Linked DNA regions of Anas platyrhynchos: region 1 is linked to region 2. The links are chromatin contacts, called in public Hi-C maps. All regions are on one chromosome and are shown on one strand. The core of a region is the stretch at or near the end of the contact, and the rest is flanking DNA. Distances in the headings are between cores, read along the strand shown. Region 1 holds the start of MED21 (mediator complex subunit 21). Region 2 overlaps STK38L (serine/threonine kinase 38 like).

Region 1 (5,419 bases), core at 1,500-3,999, 110 kb after region 2:
CCCGGAGAGTAAGCGGCAGAGCTTACTTACCCCTGCTTCCCCACACCCCAAGAAAGCACGAACGAGCAAATCCAAGCAAAAGTCCATGCTCATTTGCTTTTTTGATCGATATGGAGTCATCCACAAAGAGTTTGTACCACCCGGACGAACAGTTAATGCAGTTTTTTACATGGAAGTCCTCACAAGACTGCGAAAACGCATTGCTTGTGTCCGCCCAGCCATCGTCAACAACTGGCAGCTGCACCATGACAACGCGCCGAGCCACACAGCTTTCTGCGTAGTGGAGTATCTTGCCTAGCACAAGGTGGCAACGCTGCCTCAGCCCCCCTACAGCCCCGACTTGGCCCCGCCAGACTTTTTTCTATTCCCGAGAATAAAATCGACGCTCAAGGGGAAGCATTACACGTCGGTAGAGGTGCTTCAAGAGGCCGTGACGAGGGAGCTAAACAGCATTCCGGTCCAGGCATTCCTGGAGGTGTACAAAAACTGGAAAATTGGTTGGCAGCAGTGTGTAGATGCAGAAGGGTGCTACTTTGAAAAATTCTAATCGTTTGTTCTATTCTCATGAAAAAATTAAAAAAAAAAAAAAGAGTCCTACTACTTTCAGAACAGACAGTAAATTATGTTAAGAATCATGAAAGAATGCAAGGTTTTTTAGTTGTTTTTTTTTTTAAAAAAAAGTTAACTATTCAGCCACAGGAAAAGTTAAATTGCCACTGAGAAACAGAAGAACATAAGTTTATAATGGATCTTAATTTAGCTACCAGATCTTTGAAAGACCTACATGGATTTTTAATAAGAGACTCTATAAGTCACAAACAAAGCTTTCCCATATGGAGTTGTATCCATTCAATTTGAATCAATTTGTTACTGCAGCTAGAATACTGAAACAGCCTTCAATTTATGATTTAAGATCTTACACATTTTTTCCTGTTGATTGCTTCCACAAATCTTTCATGAACTGAGAAAATATTCTCCAATAGAGAAAAAACTAGAAAAGATTGACATTCTCAAAGGTACGCTTGACTTGAATAAAACCAACCCAGGCAACCAAAAGCACCCTAACAAACCCACTTAAAGCTTGTCCTTTGTGTTATCACATATATACTCTTACCTGTACATCACTGCTCTCCAGACTAAGCTTTAAGGCCTGTTTGTTAAGAATTTAAATACCCAAGGATGTGTAACTGATAGTTTTGTTTCATCAGCATCATTAACTCAGTTATATGATTTTACTGAACTCACTACATTCAGGGAAATGAATAAGAAAGATAAAGCAGAGGACTGACCCTTTTAGGATCTTAACAAAGCCTCTAACTCTTAAGTCATCACATAGATGTCAGTACCTGGAAGAGCCTCAAGTACCATGAAGAAGCAAACAAATCTTTTACTTGATTTTTTTTCCAACTAATTCATGTCGGAGAGCAAGCCACCGTACCCAATGAAGGACTAGTCAACAACTGTCCTAGAAAGAGCATCACCATTCCCCTGGTATCCTACTAATCAAACTTGATCTAATGCATGAAACCTGCAAAATTTTCTCAGGGAAAAACAATGGGGGTGTTGATTTAGGATGACGATAACATAATTATTTAAATACTAACTTGAAATTCTAAGATTACATAGAACTTTTAGTTTGCTTTTCAATTTTAGTATCTTACATTAGTTTTATTTCTCTCAGAAAAAAAATAAATCAATACCCAAGCAACCTACCAACAGCAACTGAAAAAAAAAAAACCACAATTGTCAGCTGGGAGAGTCAACAAGACATTATTCCTTAATTTCATAAGCAAACAACACATACAGAAACATAAATAACTACAAGTCTATGAAATGGAGAACTTTAAACTCATGCTCAACTTCATGAAACTAACCCCTATTCTTGTAAAAAAAATATAATATATAATAATATATATATAAATATAATATATAATAATATATATATATTTTAAATTTTTTTTGGAAGTAAAGGGCTGCTCACTAACAACATCCCCTAGCAGTCCTATTACAATAACTTATATAGAAAAGGCTACTGCATGTGTGCAAACAAACCACCACAAGAAACATGTTTTAATGCTTAGTTAAAACTTAAAGTGATCTTTCTTCTACCACAACCTTATCCAGCAAGTGCAGCTGATGCTGTTTCTGACTTAAATTCAGCCACCCCTCGCGTTACTACCGGCGGAACTGCCTGCCGAGCACAAGATGGTGCACGGGGCACTCCGCACCGGGACCCGCTCGCGGCGCGCTAGCAGAGGCAGGAGGACTCGCCTTCCGTCGGATTAGCCGGCTGGTCCTTGTTGATTGCCGTCTGGATGTTGCTGAAGGAGGCCGGCGGGCCGCACTGCTGCAGCACCCCGATGGCATTGCAGAACTGGTCTGCGAGCTGCGGGCGGTAACGAGACCGTTAGTTTGCCTCGGCACCGCGGCCACGTCCATCCCGGTTCGCCCTCCGACCCCGCGGCACGGAGGGGAGCAGTGCCCGCGGCCAGCAGCGGCGATACCCCCCTGGGCTGCCAGCGCAGCGCGCCCAACGCTGGGCCCCTCTCCCCTGCAGAAAGAAAAACGCAGAAGAGACAGGAGAGGACAGCAGCACCGCCTCACCGAGTTCACAGCGTCCTGCAGCTGCGTTAACCTGTCCGCCATGGCGCTGCTCTGCCGCCCTGCCCGGACACCGGGCCGAGCCTGCCCCCTGCAGGCCGGGAGGAGCCGCGCCCCGGGTAGCTCGGGGCTTGGTTAAAAAGCCGAGCCGCGACACTGGCCACAGAAGCCGAGCCACAGAGCTGTTGGCACAGTGTTAGCGCAAAGCTACCGCTCATTTTTAAGGTATTAGTGAAGCTGGCAGGTTTGTCCTGGGGCTTCTGCAAGCTGGCTGGGTGCGGTGCTGAGCCTGGAGTAAGTGAGGTTTATGGAGCCTCTCGCAGGCGCTGGAGCCACGGTGTATCCTCTGAATGCTGAGCTGAGGACAGTGACAGAAGTCTCATTTCCAGAGGTCAGCTAGGACAGTGGCTCCAAGCAAAAAGCTAATTTTGATGGTCTTCTAGTATCACACAGACTTTGAACTGTGGGAACCCTGTTTGGCTGAACTAGATATATAACCAGCAAGGACCAGGGAGGTGATCATCCCCTTACGCTCTGCAGCTCTGGTGAGGTTGCATCTCCAGTGCTGTATTCAGCTTTGGGCCCCTCAGTACAAGAAGGACATTGAAGCCCTGAAGTATGTCCAGAGAACGGCTATAAAGCTGGTGAAGGGCCTGGAACACAAGTCCTGTGAGGAGCGGCTGAGGGAACTGGGGTGGTTGGGGTTGTCTGCAGAAGAGGAGGCTCAGGGGAGACCTTATTGCTCTCTACAGCTACCTGAAAGGAAGGTGTGGGGAGCTGGGAGTCAGCCTCTTCTCACAGATAACTAGTGATAGGACTAGAGGGAATGGCCTCAAGTTGTGCCAGTGGAGGTTCAGGTTGGAAATGGGGAGACATTTCTTCTCAGAAGGAACAGTCAGGCATTGGAACGGGTTGCCCAGGGAGGTGGTGGAGTCACTGTCCCTGGGAGTGTTTAAGGAAAGGTTGGATCTAGTGCTTAGGGACATGGTTTTGTGAGTGAAATTAGTAGTAGGGTGATGGTTGTACCAGATGATACTGGAGGTCTTTTCCAACCTTAATGATTCTATGATTCAATGATATCCTGTCAGAGAAAGGATATCCCAATCACAGCAGGCAAAGATGTAGAGAAGAAAGAAAAGCCACTTGTCTGAAATGATTGCAGCCTTAAATGCAGAACAGCGCTCATCGCTGCGTTCTTATACCAGGCTTGCAGCTTCCTTTTGTATATGAACTGGGAACTGGATCAAAGCAAGCTGGGAAAAACACACTCAACAAAACAGGGAGGAGTCTGCAAAGCTTTTTAGAGTCTACGTTAGACTATAAGTTCATAAACAAGGCAGAAACAGCAACAGGATCATCTTAAAACTTATGGAAAGTGGAAAAAGAGACTTTTAATTTGCCTTCTATCATCTTGTCATGAGCCCATGAATCACCTGCACAGCCAGAAGCACCTTAAGCACACCAGCAACCTCAGGGGCTGCACTGTGCTTTATCAGACTATGTGAAAACAAAACACCAGTGCATTAATTAAATAAATAATAATAATTTGACACCCCCGGTACATAACAGCTCAGCGTGGATATCTTCCCAAGCTCACCACCACCACTACCAATCCTAGCCGTGGAAATCACCACACAGCCGGGGAAGGTGGCTGGGGCCGATAAAAGCCGTTTTGGGGGCATTTATGCCCCGTTACCTCGGCCAGGTGGGTGAGGGGAGGCGAGAACGGCCTGGGCCGGGCAGAGCCTACGAGGCGGCGCAGCGCTCCCTCGCAGGCTCCGCCCGCCCCAGCATTCTCGTCAGCGCCCTGGCTCTTTTTTTCAGCCTCCTCTCCTCTTCTCTCCTCAGCGCCATGCGGCTCCCCCCCTGCGTCTTGCTGCTCCTGGGGCTCGCCGAGGCGCTACGAGAGGCCGGCGCCTCAGGTGAGCCTGGAGACGGGGCTCGGGAGGGAGGCTGAGGGCTGCGGCCGCCATTACGTGGCGGGAGGGAGCGAGCTGGTCGAGCGCGGTTCGTTGCGGGAAAAGGGTGCTTTACGCCTCCCACTTCTTTATTTTTAATTTAAATTATTGTTTAACAGTCTTGCACCTTATTAGCTACGCATCTTATAGCAATAACAGCCCTGCACCTTATTAGCTGTGGACGCCACCGTTTGAACAATCTGATGGATCTGCTGCCTACAGTCCTGCTGCTACAGGGTATGGTGTAGGCTTAGGGGTGTGGAGTTGTATGGTGTAGAGCTCTGTGCCTTTTGAGGAAACAGGTTGGCATTCACTAGGCTAGGAGTTCATATCAGAAAGGGAAGAGGGTTAACTGCTTCTTTTTGTGACAGCTCTCAAGAGGTTATGGGTTCCCAGCACCTTGCCAATTGCAGGCTGAAAACCACTAGCTTTTTAAAAACAAGGAAATGAGCGAAACCTCCAAATATTTGGAACTCTGTTCCTAAAATGACTTGTTGGCCTGCTGATGGAATCTCAGTTTATTAAGCATTTGCTTTTCTTGTAATTCCTCTGTGTGCATGCACGGGACTATAATAGGTCTCTGAAAGTAAGTGGACTGTAATGATTATATCTTGTGAAGATTTAACAGACGCTTACTTCCTTATCATTAATCTCTTATCTTTTTTTTGTTGTTCAAATAAAGGAAAAAATAAGCAGTTTCCTCAGAGATAAGCAAGCAGTCTCTTATGTTAGGGCTGATATAAGCCTCCTCTTAGTTTTTATTCTAAGCTAGCATGGAACAAAGTTTAATTCTCCAGCAGGAGCAATCTACTCTCGAGATACTCTGCAAGGCTGCAAGACAGCCTTTGGAATCAGTCCCA
Region 2 (5,510 bases), core at 3,009-5,508:
CTGCAAATCACATCAGTAGGATATGTGACTGGCAATTCTAAATTAGCATTTTATTTTTTTTTTTCAGATTGATCTGCAATCAGCAAACGTTGTTGCGGCTGGTAGTGTATGTGTGTGTATTCAGGTATGATACAGAAGATGACAATGTTTTTTAAACAACAAGGGAAGAATCTGAAAAGAACTGCGGAATAATTTTATGTTTATGCAATAAAATCCTAATGTCTAAGTCTTGCCAAGGCATAGAGATGAACAGCTCTACTCTCTTAAGGTTTGTTGTGATTGTCACTGACCTCGGTAAGTCAGCACATGAAACCCATATTTGATCTGGAAGAGCATTCATTCATTTCTGTAACTTCAGTAACATTGTTATGAAAAATGTATTAAAATATAATCACACTATATGTACTTGTGTCTGTATAAAAGTGTACAAAAACACATTAGCACTACACAAAACAATTTCTTTCCTGTGAAATGCTCCCATGTCATGGGGAACACATGCATTTCCAGTTATCCAAATAAATGCACTCAGCCTGACCAATTGTGTTTAACCCAGCAGAAATGAAGTATGATGTGGTATAGCTGGAGCTCAAAACTATTTAAATGTTTACCTAGGACACCTTATACTTACAGAAGTCACTTGGTGGATTGTGTGTAAGGTTCCTGTAGAACTCAGTTCTGTGAGCTTTCTTTAAACCTGTGCATAGCCCAAAATCAGACAGTTTTACATGACCCTAAAAAACACCAAATAAGATAAGAACGATTTAGAAAGGTAGTGTTCAAAAAAAATTGTTTTCATAACTGCACTTGCCTTCTTAGTCCATGTGTGAATGATGGACTTGCACAGGACTACCTAATCCAGGGAAAGCGGGCAAATAGTGCCTGATTCTTGATGTATGGAGAGAATGTGTTTTCTCTAAAAAGGGTGTAATTCCTGGGAATAGCTACATCTGCAACAGCTGAGTACAGCTAGTTTACTTGGTTTTGTTTTGCACTGAGACTGAAAAAGCCTCCAGCACAAAATTATTCTGTTTTGATGTTAACCTAGTTTTAATTGGGTTTCTAGAGATCAGTGCTAGACATTCTACAGGCTTGTGTATGATACTTAGTGGGTCTATTTCATAGCTTACTACAAAGCAGTCAAATGGACAGACTGCTCCCACTCATGAGTGGACAATAAAACAAATGAGATAACTGCAGGAAGTGAACTGATTATTTAGTGTTGTCTGCTTGTTTCATGCTTTCCTTCTTCTTGAACTAACAAACTATACCAGTCTTTCATGTGTATGAATTCGAGCATCTGGATGCCCTGAGTGGGTCTTTCTACACTTACAAGACCTTCCAACTACAAAAAGAAGAAAAAAAGAAACAAAACAAAACAAACAAACTAAAACAAACAAACAAACAAACAAAAAAAAAAACAACCACAAGGGTAGTTTTGCTTTAAGTGTAGTGAAGTTCTACCATAAAAAGATAGCAACCATTTTTTGTCTTTATTCCAGCTACTGGTATGGTGCTACAGTTTCCCAGTGATAAGCACCACTGTGAATGGCATTATCTGCAGATTGTAATGTTTAAAGCATAGATAGTTTACGTGCACACCACATGCCTTAGCATCCAGCAGGAGGTTATCTGGTTTAATATCCCTGTGGATGAATCCCAGCTGATGAATAGCATCTATGGCCAACACGGTTTCAGAAATATAGAACTGTGTCTCTTCTTCTGATAAGGTGTCTTTCTTCATTAGCAAGGTCATCATGTCACCTAATCAAAAAAAAAGAAAATACAGCTTATAAATCAGAACATTTTAATGGTGAAACTCCATTAGATTCCAAATTTAAACTTGTTACTAGCATTATAGCTACTAATTATAAAACTATTACTGCAAGGACCTACAAACCCAACATACTTTTTCTGCAAACTGGTGTAAAATTGTTGCAATCCTAAATAGGAATTCTAATTGGATAGCCTTGAATAATGCAGCAATTTTTTAACGCATAATAAATGTATTGCACTAAAATTGATCAAGAGTGACTTTTTTTAAAGCTGTTTCTAGCTTTGTCAGTAAAAAGCAGAACATGGGACTAGAATTATTATTTAATCCAAGTCTATTTTAACATCTTCCAATAATCCTTCCCCTTCACCTACAAATCAGGAAAGGTTAAGTTACCGGGACTTCACTTAAAACATCATTAAAATTTATGCTATCACGAATTACACAGCATGCTTGTTTCTTCACTTCTAGAAAGCTGAAAACAAAGCTAAGGAAGAAGTACTTATACAACTTAGTAACAACACAACATATAGCTTACCTCCAGGTAAGAACTCCATGATCAGGTAAAGATTTCTTTTATCCTGAAAACTGTAAAACATTTTCACTACCCAGGCTCCATCTGCTTCAACCAAAATATCTCTTTCTGCTCGGATATGGGCCACCTAAAATTTTTTAATACTGTTATTAAAGAATTATTTAATTACATCAATACCAAATGCCATGCTATATTCCTAATCCTAAAATATATTTTCATGATCTTTATACAAATAAGATATTCTTCATACTTTCTTTCACTCCTATTTTACATAGTTTTTACTAGACCCTACAAAGTCCTCAGAAAACACACAGCAAAAAACCACAGAAATTAACTCAATATTGAAAATAACTATTTACATAACTTCACAAAAGTGGTATCTAGAAAGAAAACACATGGCTTGTTGAGCTTCCTGTTTGTCAGGCAGAACTGAAGAAGTTGGTGGAAAACTGCAATTCCATTTTTACTGCATCCTAAAATTAACTAAGAACATTAAAAAAAAATAAAATAAAAAGCTCTGTTATGATGGTCAGCTCTGCAAGGTAGCATCCCTACTGCAAACTCAAATAAAAATTTAATGTGCAATTCAGTATGCAGATATTGACATAATTATTCGAAAAAAATAGAGTTTGTTGTAAATAACACAAGAACTAATAGGTAAAATGGTAGATGCTTAATGTTTAATGTCAGAATTTATCATTTTTTTTTCATATACATTTACAAATAAAGAGTTAATAACTGCTTCCTCACAGTAATACTTCACAGTTTAAACTCGGCAAGATAAGCCTGTGGAATCCTCTTTTGCAAGAGTGATAGAATGCCTAAATTACTTCCTGCAAAACCTTATTTCTTCAGCATTGTGAAATGTCTGACATACAGCAAACAACCATCTAGCTCCCAAACCCACACTGTACGTACTACTAATGGTGCATGAAGCCCTTTCAAATGACACACGGAGACTGCTCCTACCTGTGTACATGGTGAAGCTTACTTGAACTGCATAGCAAATACCTCGACCAAAGGGAAAAAGGGCTGGGATGAATCTCAGTTTGCAGAGATGACCTTAAGTAACAGTCAGCTGAATGGTCAGTATTCAAGGAGGGCAAAAAATGGCCATGGGCTATTTTAGCAGGGGGAAAGAAAAGCGAAGGGAAGATGGAGCATTTCCATCAAATGATGTGCACAAAGGTGGCCCAGAACTGATACATTCACCACTGCTGCTGACGTTGGTCCTATGCAAGTGAGCTTGGGAATGTCTGACCATGCTTAAGATACATGTATTGCAGTCCCAGTTGAGTCTTTGAAAAGCATACTGAGAGCTGCTACCTCATGAATTCACTGGAAACTAAGAGTAATAGAGACAGGAGGAAGGGTGTGTGTTTTACTAGAATGTACCCTAGTTGTGGAAGAAAATGAAAAATATCTGCATGGAAAAACATTTCTTGATAGCTGTAAGACTTTCACATTTCAGATACCAGAAAGTGACTTCTGTAAAGAAAATATGTACCATTATTCCAGATTCAAGCAATATTTCCAATAAGCCAAGTCTTCTGCATCTGTTCCTCAGTTCTAACATCTTTCTAATGTGTGTCTTTTTTGTAGGACGATGCGTTCCCTCTCTGTTGTAGAGGCTCCAACTCTAATTTATCTAGCCCTATCTATTCCATATATTCACATTAGAAAAGATTTCTTTCCACCCTCCACTCCTCTGCTTCTAAATGTGGCTATAAAGTATAACATTGAAACCTTGCTTAAAAAGCAGCCAGAAAAACTTCACAGTGCCACCCTGCTTGAAAGTTCTAGCTCTCTCGTACTTGTCTTCTGTGATGCTTTCCCATTGAACAAACCAGGCAATGAAAGTTAGAGCAAATAAATACTCTCCGGGGAATGTTACAGACACAAACTAAATGTGGACTGTGATCTAAGCCTCCTTGCCACATCAGGTTATGAAATGAGGGCAGGGCTTCAGCCAGCAGACCACACACATCCTGGCTGTGAGGCAGAACATAATACTCCTCTGCTTCCCTTCATTCAAGGAAACAGCAATAAGTAGACAAAATGTCTGTCCTGGGATGACTTAAAAAAAAAAAATGTAGTAGTACTACCAGTACCACTGCTGAGAAAGATAATATAAGAAATAATGATGGGTTTGGACAGGTAAGGAAGATAGAACAGCTTGGGTTGGAAGGGACCCTAAAGACCATCTGGTTCCAACCCCCCTGCCATGGGCAGGGACAGCTCCCACTATATCAGGCTGCCTGAAACCCCATCCAGCCTGGCCTTGAACACTTCCAGGGATGGGGCATCCACAGCTTCTCTGCGCAACCCGTGTCAGGGCCTCGCCACCCTCTGGGTGAAGAATTTCTTCGTAATATCTAGTCTAAACCTACCCTCTTTTAGTTTAAAGCAGTTACTCCTTGTTCTATCACTACACTCTGTGACTAAGAATCTCTCCCCACCTTTTATTTAGGCTCCTTTTAGGTACTGAAAGGCTGCTAAAAGGTCTCCCCCAGAGCCTTCTCTTCTCCAGGCTAAGTAACCCCAACTTTCTCTAGCTGCACTTTTGCTTGAGACATCCACACTTGATTTCTGTTCTTCATATTGCTAAAAAATAACTATTGCTAGTTCTTCATATTGCTTTGTCCTATCAGGAATTTGTGGTGAATTCTGGATTACAAAGCAAAAGCAAAAAACACACACACACACACACACACACACACACAAACAAACAAAAAACACAAAGCAAAACAAACAAAACCACTCCAATCTCAAGATCCAACAAAACAAAACAAAACCAAGCAAAACCAAAGCCAAACCCAAACAACAAACAAGATGACAGCTGGTGGTATCTGACCATGAAAAGACAACATCAAACATTCTCAGTTTTTACTTTGACGTATTATTGCTTTTCAAGAAGCATTTTCTTCTAAATGTATTCTTACAAAGAAGTGCTATAAGATGCACATTGATAAAGGAAGAGACTAAAAGAAAAAAAACACCATCCTTATCACTGTTACAAACTGGTTGTAACTAAAACATTTTCAAGAATGCTAACTTCTACTTACTCTGTTGTACTGACCTAGCAACTCCATGGATGCCTTGGACAGCAGTACAATTATTGGGACTACAGAAGTGAAAATAACGACTAAATAATACCTGCCAAAGAGAGATTTGGTAATTTTCTAAGCAAAGTAACTTTGAAAT

What was found. Hi-C and Micro-C count contacts between places; a contact is called where the count stands out from the background.
Region 1: a contact with region 2 is called in a Hi-C map of skeletal muscle, with 4 times the contacts expected there. The contact joins the promoter of MED21 here to the enhancer-like site in region 2. A contact is called at or near these places in 6 of 8 Hi-C or Micro-C datasets (F1 follicle, liver, skeletal muscle and 2 more).

Annotation. Positions count from the first base shown.
Region 1 is chr1:74,893,209-74,898,627 of IASCAAS_PekinDuck_T2T, forward strand. It overlaps MED21 (mediator complex subunit 21), which reads right to left and starts at 2,750. Exons shown (of 4, transcript XM_027450026.3): 1 at 2,605-2,750; 2 at 2,272-2,386. The coding sequence starts at 2,646. TM7SF3 (transmembrane 7 superfamily member 3) reads left to right here and starts at 4,333. Exons shown (of 11, transcript XM_027450023.3): 1 at 4,333-4,523. The coding sequence starts at 4,454.
Region 2 is chr1:74,786,528-74,792,037 of IASCAAS_PekinDuck_T2T, forward strand. STK38L (serine/threonine kinase 38 like) reads right to left here. Exons shown (of 14, transcript XM_038183319.2): 6 at 2,310-2,433; 7 at 1,607-1,761; 8 at 629-731. It overlaps LOC119717654 (a long non-coding RNA gene), which reads left to right. Exons shown (of 3, transcript XR_005267648.2): 3 at 68-198. Among named protein-coding and RNA genes, the nearest start is that of BMAL2, 27 kb to the left of the region's middle. Within about 2 kb of position 4,259, at least 2 of the 8 cell types and tissues checked have an H3K27ac peak or open chromatin away from gene starts, as enhancers often do.